Linked DNA regions of Zea mays: region 1 is linked to region 2. Evidence: chromatin contacts called from public Hi-C data. All regions are on one chromosome and are shown on one strand. The core of a region is the stretch at or near the end of the contact, and the rest is flanking DNA. Distances in the headings are between cores, read along the strand shown.

What was found. A called contact is a pair of places that touch in the nucleus more often than the background predicts.
Region 1: a contact with region 2 is called in a Hi-C map of leaf, with 6 times the contacts expected there. The contact joins the promoter of LOC542022 here to the enhancer-like site in region 2. A contact is called at or near these places in 3 of 25 Hi-C or Micro-C datasets (ear, leaf and tassel).

What each region holds. Positions count from the first base shown.
Region 1 is chr9:155,142,557-155,148,506 of Zm-B73-REFERENCE-NAM-5.0, reverse strand. LOC542022 reads right to left here and starts at 4,342. Exons shown (of 3, transcript NM_001305845.1): 1 at 3,543-4,342; 2 at 2,452-2,610; 3 at 988-2,364. The coding sequence starts at 4,325. The coding sequence ends at 1,555.
Region 2 is chr9:155,073,927-155,079,652 of Zm-B73-REFERENCE-NAM-5.0, reverse strand. It overlaps LOC103639480 (a long non-coding RNA gene), which reads left to right. Exons shown (of 9, transcript XR_004852856.1): 6 at 189-276; 7 at 387-536; 8 at 662-796; 9 at 1,023-1,548. Among protein-coding and RNA genes, the nearest start is that of LOC103639480, 5.1 kb to the left of the region's middle. Within about 2 kb of position 1,907, at least 19 of the 20 cell types and tissues checked have an H3K27ac peak or open chromatin away from gene starts, as enhancers often do. A contact at or near this core is called in ear, leaf and tassel, where this site is marked.

The DNA of each region.
Region 1 (5,950 bases), core at 3,093-5,592, 66 kb before region 2:
TCCGATTCGAGGGGGTGCAGATTTTGCAGTTCAGTCACTTCTTGACTCATTATTTTTTGGTCTGATTGGTTCAGTTTTTTCGGAAGCTTTTCTGAGAATCTGAATGTGAGAAAATCTGGTTGTAGAAAAAATCTAAGTATCATATACATTACGTGTGGAGGAAAATAAAAGAGTATATAAAGTTTAGGATGTATAAAGTGTGTGAATGAAAATAAAACAGTCCATAGAGTTTATGATGTCGAAAATAATGGTATCCGGTGCACATGAAAGCTTTTATGCACATGGTGCACATATTAAATCATCAATATTCATATCAAATCTAATGTCTCTGATTGATAACTATAATTTACAAATAACATCTTCCACCACTACAGTCTGTCACGTCAAATGTCCTTAGTAAATATACCAAACAACTACAGACGTTAGATCTAATATGAGTGATGATGATTTAATATGTGCATCATGTGCACTAGATACATTCTCTTTCTACTATCGTAATGATTCGACCGATTCATTGTTCATGTTGATTTTGTACGGTTTTGACTAAAGTAATCCTTATAGAAACGAGTTGAAAAAAACTAAGGTATTGTTTGTTTTTTTCCAAGGTAAACATGAGTTCTAGCAAGATTGCCGAACTGAATATTACTGTGAATTCAGCTAAAACCATGCAAGTTACGGTGTCAATTTAGCCGGCATAAACTTCGGAGGTGTTTGGTTTATAAGGAATAATCTTTAGTCTCTTTTATTTCATTTTATTTTATTTTAGTCTCTAGATTCTAAAATATAGAGACTAATATAGAGTTTTAGTTTTTGTATTTAACAATTTAAGGACTAAAACAAAACAAATGGCTAAAAATTAGTCTCTAAAAACTAAACATCCTCTTCAAAGAACAATCAGTTAGCTACTTGACTGGACAGACTGTCTCTACCAATGCTCAAGGAACTATAGAAGGAACTGGACAGACTGTCCCTACCAATGCTCAAATAGAAGGAACTGCATTTCATTGCACGAAACATGGTGACTCCATCCGTTTCGTTTTAGTTGTCGCTAAATAGTGCAAAATTGAACTATCTAGCGACAACTAAAAAGAAATGGAAGGAATAACTTTTAGAGACTAATTTTTAGTCTTTCTATTTTATTTCATTTTAGTCCATAAGTGCCAAATACAAAAACTAAAATAAAGTATTAGTTTCAGTGTTTAACAATGTAGGGATTAAAATGGAATAAAATGGAAAGATTAAAAATTAGTTCCTAAAAAGTAAACACCTCTTTAGTCAGATAAATAATTCATAAACACTAGTAAAATTTTACAACAGAAGCTAATGCGCCTGAAATGACATTTCACAGCCCCGGCATGAGGCAAAAGAAATACAGAGTGATTGAGCCATAGAGGTGGCTAAACTAACTCTACTACAGACATACATCTACAAAGCAACAACGTTGTGCAAGCAAGACTTAGGTGTGCGAGTCCTCTGGAACTTTGGATCGTGATCCGACCATAGTTGCAAATTTAACACTTAATAGTCGTTCCCCATCTACAAAGCACCAATTATTCACTTCCCTTCTTTATCCCGGACATCACTATCCCCAGGACTCCTTTTCCCAACCCCCTTCAGAGCAGCTACAAGATCCAGGCCCGACTGCTGCTCGCGAAGCCTTGAATATGATGGAGCAGTTGCAGGCGCCCCTTGCTTAAGCTGCCAGGGTAAAGGCTGCCTGTTGGGAGATGGATTCGCATTGGGATCATTTGACAATCGATCACCAAAAGTTGGTTTCACTGTGATGTCTGTTCTATCAGAGTCCATTGCACATGATACCTCATTAAGGTTGAATCCACGTAAGCTAGTTTCCGTTTTGTCACGATCAGATTTAGGAGATGTTGAGAAAGGGGCATTTGGTGGCCGGAACACCTTGCCTAACTCAGGATGGTCAAGTTTTGTAGGCGGACGGCCAAGAGCAGCTGTTTTCTTGTCTCCCTCTTCTTTCACCACGACCATGTGGTCAGGCTCTGCAGGCTCAGGGCATTTTTGCTTAATACTCTCGAATATCTTATCCTGATACATATCCTTGCCACTCGCTGAGCGCCCTGAGTAAATGTTGGTCATGGGAAAAGCTTTCTCTGGTGGTGTGGCAGGTGTATAGTCAGGGGGGAGCAAATCATCCCAATTCTCCAACAGTTCTTTGTACACTTTGCGTAGTGTGACCTCCGTGAGGCCCGTAACCTTACAGATCTCTGCCTGAGTTTTGCGTTTGTCTTCAAGCTGACATGCAAGGTAGATAGCAGCAGCAGATATACTTATGGGATTCCGCCGTGTGCAGAAGCACTTATTAACAACCACCTCACCAATATGAGCTGCAAGTTCCTGAAGAGTCGACGTACAATATATTAAAAACGGATATTGGTTTTTGGCATAATGCTTCATTAACATGTTGTTTAGATAATCTGATACCTGAGCAGATTTATTCAGCTGGAGCAAGCTGCAAAATCTGGGCATATGAACAGCTATTGAGTTGCTGTTAAGTGGTTGACTCAGTTTCAGAGATTCGCCGAGTATTTTGATGTATTTTCCTATCTCCTTTTGAGGAAGATTGCTAGCAGTAGAGATTTCCTGTCCACGTGAGAACAGAAGGTGAACTGGTTATCATTGATAAAATTAGTGTGACATGAATAGTATACCAAGTTTCCGATATTTCACAGGTATTTTAAAAGTTTTTTCCTGCTATTTGTTTCTGAGGAAGCTTGCTAGCGTAGAGATTTCTTGGCTACGTAGCAGGCAGAACCGCAGAAGGTGACTCAGTTCTAATCAACAACATAGCATTAAATGAAAATGCATTCTACTTCTACACTAAGTGCTTGTGGGACAAAAGACCGAACATAACCGAGCTGACAATCATTTGGTTCATTGGCTGTCAACAAAGCATCTTTAAAATCGTTCGGGATGAATTCATGTATTCCCAACGGGGTTAAAGATATCCTAATAAGTACTAGATACACCATCAGTCTACATACAGTGGGATAACTTGATTTGTTTTTTCTTCCATCAATGTTAATGGCGCGCACAACATCGTGGTTCCTATGATGGATAAAAAGGGACACTGGATCGGGTGATCTGATTGAAGTGATGCTTTGGTAGGCTATTTTAGGGGCTGTTTGGTTCGTGTCTAAATGTGCCACACTTTGACTAAGGTTAGTCGTTCGAATTGAAAAACTAAACTTAGGCAGAAAAGTTAGGCAAATTGTGGCAACTCAGGCATCAAACCAAACATGCCCTTAATATGCTGGAAAGTAGCATATCTTTGGAATTGAAACCATTAGCATTTTTTAGTTTACTCACAGCATCCCCAATTCCATGAAATAAACAGAGCAAGGTTTATGTTTCCAAAACTATAATTATCCATATAACCAGTCCAAAATATGAATTGTTTGAAGACACGCATGCTTATGCTATCGCGGTTAGGCACACCCAACTTTGCTGCACTAGAGCATTAGAATAAACACATGGTGTGCGTGTGCGTGTGCGTGTGCGAATCACAGACCAACCTGCAGCGTCCGTGGTTGCTGCGCCTCGCGGATAGCCTGCACGAGCGCGGCGGTCGCGAGCGCCTCGACGCTCCGATTCCTGAGGCAAGTCGCGGACGAGCAATCCTTGAAGAGCTCGAAAGCGTGATCCGCTATGTCCCTGTCGAGCCTGAGTATGGAGGCGACGTCGACGATCTGGAGGTAGGCGCGGAGGCTGTCGACGGAGACCATGGGGCCGGCGGGGTCCGGGTTGGAGGCCGCGGTGGCGGAGTCGACAGCGAGCGCGCGCTCGAGCTCGGCGAGGTGTCCAGAGAAGGTGGAGGCGGAGCGGGCGAGGACGGGGTGGCGCTCGAGGGAGAAAGCCGAGAAGGCGGAGACGAAGCCCGCGGGGAGAAAGGGGTCCTCGTCATCTTCGTCGCCGGGGGAAGGAGACGGGGCGGGATCGATGGCTGTGGCGAGGTCGGGGGTGACAAGGGGGAGCGGATGGAGTGAGGGGAGGAGGGGGAAGAAGGGGTGCGTGTGGAGGTGGCGCTCGAGGACGATTCGGGCGCAGGCGGAGCACTCGGAGACGGCGCGCGAGAGCGGCGGCTGCGTCGTCGCGCACCGCGCCGGCCCCGACGCGCGGCAGTAGGGGCACTGCGACGACATGGGGGGCAAGCCGGATGGGGGATTGGGGACGGAGAGGCCTGGGCTTTGGGTTTGGTGGGCTCTCGAGGTTGGAGATGGCAGAGACCGAGCCAGATACGAACCCTTATCCCGGTCACCGGTTATTCTCGGAGAATTCGTTTCACTTTTAAATTTCATCGTATTCTATGTCTTTTACAACAATCTCTATGAGTATGTCCCTTTTATTTTCTTTCATTTTGAGAAATTAGAATTTTACTATTGGAATTGGCTATTTTTTAGAATGTGACATTTCACTACTTTCTAAAGTTATCATATAAGTCTATCTCAAATTCATAGAGTGAGTGTCGGCGTTTCGAGACCGGGGGTCCCCGGGCCAATGAGTGAAATGCCGTCACGTGCCCCAGCCCAGATGGGTCGGCGCGAGGCCGAACGAGAAGGGGGGAGAAAGGTGGCCGGAGACGGGCGTGAGAGAGGTGGAAATCCCGCGGCCTTCGTGTTCGTCCCGCGCCCAGGTCGGGTGCGCTTGCAGTAGGGGGTTACAAGCGTCCACGCGGGAGAGGGAGCGAGCGGCCTCACGCGAGCGCCTGTCTCGTCCTCGTCCCCGCGCGGCCAACCCTCTGTAAGAGGGCCCTGATCCTTCCTTTTATAGGCGTAAGGAGAGGATCCAGGTGTACAATGGGGGGTGTAGCAGAGTGCTACGTGTCTAGCGAAGGAGAGCTAGCGCCCTAAGTACACGCCGTCGTGGCAGCCGAAGAGGTTTTGGCACCCGGTTCGTGTGGTGTCGTGGCCGTCGGAGGAGCGCTGGAGCCTGGCGGAAGGACAGCTGTCGGGGCTGTCGAGTCCTTGCTGACGTCCTCTTGCTTCCGTAAGGGGGCCGAGAGCCGCAGTCGTCAGGGAGCGTGCGGGGCGCCATCATTGCCTATCTGGCGGAGCGAGCCAAATGGGACGCCGGTCTTGTTCCCCGTAGTCTGAGTCAGCTTGGGGTAGGGTAATGATGGCGCCTCCTGTCGACGTGGTCGGTCCGCGCCCTAGGTTGGGCGATGTGGAGGCTCCTCCGAGGTCGAGGTCGAGTCTGTCTTCCGCGGCCGTGGTCGAGCCCGAGCCCCTGGGTCGGGCGAGGCGGAGACCGTCGGCTGAGGCCAGGGCTGAGTCCGAGCCCTGGGGTCGGGCGAAGCGGTGTACGTCGTCTTCCGGGGCTGAGCCCAAGTCCGAGCCCTGGGTCGGGCGGAGCGGAGTTCGCCGTCTTCCGGGGCTTAGCCCGAGTCCGAGCCCTGGGTTGGGCGGAGCGGAGTTCGCCGTCTTCAGGGGCTTAGCCCAAGTCCGAGCCCTGGGTCGGGCGGAGCGGAGTTCGCCGTCTTCCGGGGCTTAGCCCGAGTCCGAGCCCTGAGTCGGGCGGAGCGGAGTTCGCCGTCTTCCGGGGCTTAGCCTGAGTCCGAGCCCTGGGTCGGGCGGAGCGGAGTTCGCCGTCTTCAGGGGCTTAGCCCAAGTCCGAGCCCTGGGTCGGGTGGAGCGGAGTTTCCTATGGTGCCTGAGGCCGGGCCTGACTGAAAGGGAAATGTGCCCTTGGGCCATTTCTAAGTATTTTGGTGATTGAGTGCCAACACAAGTGCTTAAATGTAAATCTATGCCCATGAATGGACAAAGTGCAAATCAGGAGCAAAGGTATGTTTCCATGTCTTAGTACATTGGTTTTGTGTACTAATATACTTGTCTAAGTATCAGAAACAGGAAGAAGAAGAAAAGAGGGGAGTTGGCTGTGTTCAGCCAAGAGGCTGTTTCGGTCTGGAGCACCGGACTGTCCG
Region 2 (5,726 bases), core at 658-3,157:
GCTTATACAGTGGATTTGTCATTGGCTCACAAGTATGTTCAATTCAATTCAGATCTGATATCATGTTCTTGGCCTTGTTCATGGCATATGGATACCCATTCCTCAAGCTATGAGTTATCTTATTTTCGTCGTATTTAATGTTCTTTTGTGAAATATACCATTTTTCTAACAATAGATTATGCCAACAGGTGGAAGATTACATTGCAACTCCAAAACCTAATGGGTACCAAAGTCTACACACAATAGTGATACCATTTGTTCCATTTGGAAGTTCAGGTAATGTTGCCTAGTCATTTGTTAAATTGAAATGCGCAAACATCAAAAAAAGAATTTATTTTCATCCTATTACTGATTGTGATATGTTTAAAATTCCAACTGTATTGCAGATAAGAACAGAAGATATGGATTTAATAGCAGGAAGAGGCATTGTTGCACATACAGTGGACGAGGGGTAGCTTTGACCTGTTCGGCTTGGAATATCAAGCGGGAGAAATGCCATGGGGAACATAATATGCTTGAACAACACAGGCTTTGCTGTAAGGGTACTATACTTTATCGAATCTAATCATACTAATGCTTTATAAAGCTTATAATATTTCCGCTTTAAATATTGTAACACGGTGCGTTTGAGAAAAAAGTTAATACATACCATCTTTCATAGGTTGGTTACCTCAATGCAATCCACGAGGGGCGAGAAGAGTTATTTGTTGGTAATATGAGTTCTAGAGAATTTGTTGATACTATCACCAGAGATCTTCTAGGAAGCCGTGTCTTTGTGTTTACTCCTAAAGGCAAGGTGAGGCAATGAACTGTGGAGATATTATTTAATAGCATGGACTATTTTGGAGGCTCTAAATACGCTGTTACAAGTAGATTAAAAACCTACCTAAGGGAGCCACGCTGGTTGATTATGCTTATCTGAACCATACTGAAACCGGCAACAAAATGATCGCAGTAAATGTTTTGGAGGCTCTACTCTTTGTTGAACGCTTCTATTTCTGTTCTTGCTAATGCAAATGCAGGACAGCCTCAATCCAGGAAGAAGAGACAAGATTCATCTGCAATTCTGCATCTTCAATGTCTAGGATATTCTAACATCTTAGTTTACATGTTTTGTCAGTCATGGCACGTGACATTTAGGTATATTTGACTTGGGATACTCAAGATTTTGGTAACTAAGCGGCGTAACAGTACACACTTAAGGTGCTTCCCACCGTCTGCAGGCTGACAACAAAGGATAGTAGCGGAGCTAGATTGCTTTGCTGTTGTCTCCCTGTTTTTTGTTAGAAGTGGATTTGTTCTTGCTTCATTTTTGGGACAGTTGAAGTGCATCTAGACTCTCTAGAGACAGTTGTGTTGCTAGAATCACGACCAAAAGTATTGGTCCAATATTAGGTGTCTGCTTGCTCATGTAGACGGTATTGGTAGAACTACTGAAGTTGGTTTCAAGATTAGTGCAACGGTGACATCAACCAAGCGCACGAGTTGCGGTTTTTTCTGAAATCATTTGAATTATGGACAGTGAAAGGATACCCCCCTTGTTGGCTCGCTTAAATACATGCAGTGTAGTGTTGTTTACTGCCTCCTTGGGGATCAAATGCCCAACTGCAAACACATAATTCAAATGATTGCAGCACGAACATACAACGAACATACCACGAAAGACACAGACACCCCTATGGAAGGGCCACTGTTGAAGGAGAACGAAAGGCACAGTCAGATGGCAGCCGTGTACAGGACGAACATAGAACGAAACAGTAACCAAACGTGAAATGCACACGTAGCACGCTGTTACGAAGAGGTACACTGCAGCTAGCCAAGCGTGAAACGCACACATAGCACGCGCAACTATCCTCGTCCGGTCCCCCTTCCCTTCCCTTCACTATCGGGCGGCACAGGAAAGCGAAGACGACAGGCTGATCTGACGGCACGGCACGGAGGAGCAAAGCCAACGTTGTGCACGCAGTACGGCGGGGTTAGGCGCATGCAATGATATGGTAATTCATGATGCAGAAGCTCTCGGTTAGTGCAGGAGCCACTCACTCATTTGCGTTTGCGTCGCGGCCGGCCGGACGGGACGATGACGGATCAACGCGATTGGATGGGCGGCGGTTCAGTCCCGTCCTGTATTCTGTTGAATTCTGCTAATCAGCATCCAGGCTTTTCCTTTGGAATTGGGGAAAAGAAAAAGGGGAGCAGCTTCAGGATTAGCTTCACGGCGAGAGCGCATACTCCCGCGTGATCACTCTGATTAGTGGCTTAGTGCCCGCGTAATATTATACTCCCTCCGTTTCTTTTTATTTGTCGCTGGATAGTGCAATTTTACACTATCCAGCGACAAATAAAAAGAAACGGAGGGAGTAATAATCTTCCTGGATCCATGCCGGCCCATACGTGTCGAGTTCGACCTCGCCACGGCCTCCAGGTCGCGGGCTCCACCACTAGCAGCCGCTGCTCGGCCTCTTTTCCTCCAACCTTTTGGTCTCATCATGCCCCGCATCTCCTATCCGCGTCCAATCAGTGCGCGTTATGGTTCAGACTTCAGAATGCCAGTCATCATCACGGTGTTCTTTTTTTTTTCCCTTCTTCCATAGATTGCAGGAATCACACGAAGGCATCCTTCAGATCTTCATCTGCATGCATATACACATACACTGTTCCGATCCTTCGCTGCGATAATAAGGGTTTAGGGTAGTCTGAAACCATGAACTTGCTTGGTTTCTTCTTCTTTTGTTTGTTGTAACTTCTGTTTTTATCTTCGTAAAAAGTCCTGGTAGGGATAGACCCCCTGCTGTCCCATAAAAACACTTGCTAGCCTTGGTTCTGCCTGCCCCGGTCCCACTGAAAACAAGCTCACAGTTGTACGTACTATCTCGGGTGTCCTGCCAATCTTGTCTTCGTCCCCAACGATATGATGTCCACAGTGCTGCTCAAACAACTCAAAAACAAAAAAACAAAAAAAAAAGTGTGAGGCGTTGTATCAGTCCAAGATATTTCGGGTCCTGCTTCCTCTGGTAGTAGTAGTAGTGGGAAAAGATCAGCCTCATCGTCGTCCTCCGCCATGATTCCTGCTGACAGGATGGGAAGAACTTTTCGGTACGATACGATAATGATCTAGTGATACCGGACAAAGCTGTCTGTGCCTTTTTTTTTCTTCTTCTTGAGAAGCAGGGGTAACCATGCAAAATGGGTGCTTATTGAGAGGAATACTATAATGTGGTTGGAGAAACACGCTGTTAAAGCTGAAAAAGCACAGTATGTAGCCATGGTTCAGTTTAGCTTGGAAAGCTGGCTCCGAGATAGCGAGTGAACTGGGTGGGAGACGACGTGTACGGGAGCAACTGGTCCTATACGGAGACGAGGGAAACGTGATCCCTCTGGAGAAAAATCCCACGGTACTGTTAGAAAGTTAGGCATTTTTAGTTTTAATTTAATCCAGATAATCAGTGCGATATATGTAATGACATGTATATGCATGTGTGTATAACTACTCGCATAAGCAGTAAACAGCAATGAAACATGCATAAATACGAAGAACAGAGTGTACCCAGCGGAGGGACCGATGCTCAAGGCACCAGTGGCTCCATTCACACGAGACATCTCGTGTGTTTGTTCGATGTAGCCGTACGAAGTCGGTGCAGGAAGATGTACGCAGTGCAGTCCCTCGAACGGTCGCCGGGAAGAAGAACAGCAGCACGCGTCAACTTGGGAAGGCGACGAACAGCAAGGCTGTGGACGATCACGCGAGCAGTCGCGAAGACGCTCCCCAAAAATCTGATCGCCCGCACACCCGTGCAAGTGTATCTCTACGGTCGGTGATTTCGGAGGCCTGCTCTCCCACTCTCTCTGTGCTCGCAGAAGATGGGACGGGAATGTGTTGTTTGCAATTCGCGTGAGATGATTCGCACTCTAGAAGAGCCCTCCCTCTCCATTCTTATAGGCGGTCAGAAGAAGGGAGAAGGACAACGGACAGAAACGGTCGCGCATTAGAGCTGGAAACTGACGCCAGGTTATTATGACGGTCATCACTCCAGGCAAAATGCGTAACCGTTTGAAAGGAATATTCGGACCAAGGTCCGATCTACCACGGGCCACGGGCCACGGGCCACGGGCCACGGCCACGGCCCGGCCGGCGGCGGCGGCGCGCGCGCGCGCGTGTGGCAGTCCTTCATCCTTTTCTCAACTTCTCAATAGATGCACCAATGGTCCACCTATTTAAGTTGATTGATTTGTCCTTTGAACTTCCAATATGGTACTAAATAATTAGTACACCATAGCATTAAAGTGGGCCATTAGCATTGACTATTATTGAATATTAATTTGGGCCAAGCCCACATTAATCCAACAATCCCCACCAAATGCTAAGTCACACAAAAATGCTCTCATCATCTCAAACGTTTGATATACTGGTGTTTCGATGGAGACTGTTAAGTTGAACATCCACCTAGAACTTAGACTACACTTGACCACAACTGCACAATGGACTAGGCCTTGAATTGGCAGTTTTGCGTGGAATGAGTTTCATCTAAACTCTTTACCAGTACTAGATTGCTGAACGCATCCCCTCTGGTTGGAGCATATAAGTCAAACTCCATAGCCTTTCATGGGTATCTAGAAACCACCCAGATCTCATAAACTGTGACTAGCAGTTAACCCATATAGGTATGTTCCTCTAAAGATGTTCTGTAGGACAACATCTTTGCTTCACAAAGCCACTTGGAACATATTAAGGTGTAAACACCAACCTACCTTACAGTAAGGAAAGATATGCATCTGAAATGAGCCTTATTAAGGGTCTTTCCTCTCAGTCTACCACTAGCTTGTTTCACCATTCTAATTCACGGGATCTCCGATCACATAGAACAGGTTACCACTATGATAAACTTTAGGTGGGTCTCATGCCCATCTCACTTGATGCACTATCTACCACACTACGTGATAGCCCCTTAGTAAATTGATCTGCCAGATTTTTAGACGTATGGACATAATCCAACGCTATTACTCCGGAGTTTCTCAATTTCCTGACAGATTTCAAACGCCTCTTTATGTGCCTTGTCGACTTCGTATTGTCCTTAGAACTGTTTATCTTAATTATCACAGTCTGATTATCACAATTCATGGAAATAGCCGGCACAGGTTTTTCAACCACCGGTAAATCCATAAGGAGTTCACGAAGCCACTCAGCCTCAACTGAAGCGGTATCTAATGCTGTGAGTTCTGCTTCCATAGTCGACCTCGTTAAGATGGTCTGCTTGCAAGACTTCCATGAAACAGCACCACCTCCAAGTGAAAACACATATCCACTTGTGGCATATATCTCGTCAGCATCAGATATCCAGTTTGCATCACAATAACCCTCCAGCACTGTTGGGTACCCGGTATAATGGATGCCTAAACTCATAGTACCCTTTAGATAGCGCAAAACTCTCTCAAGAGCACGCCAGTGATCATCTCCCGGATTTGAAACAAATCGACTAAGTTTGCTCACAGCAAATGAGATGTCAGGCCTCGTAGCGCTAGCTAAATACATGAGTGAACCAATTATTTGGGAATATCTCAATTGATCCCTAGCTATCCTTCGATTTTTCTTTAATAGCTTACTAGGATCATAAGGCGTTGGAGCAGGTTCACATTCGCTAAAACCAAAGCGACTCAAAACCTTTTCCACATAATGGGATTGCACAAGTGTGATCCCACCAATGCCTTCTCTCAGTAGCTTAATGTTA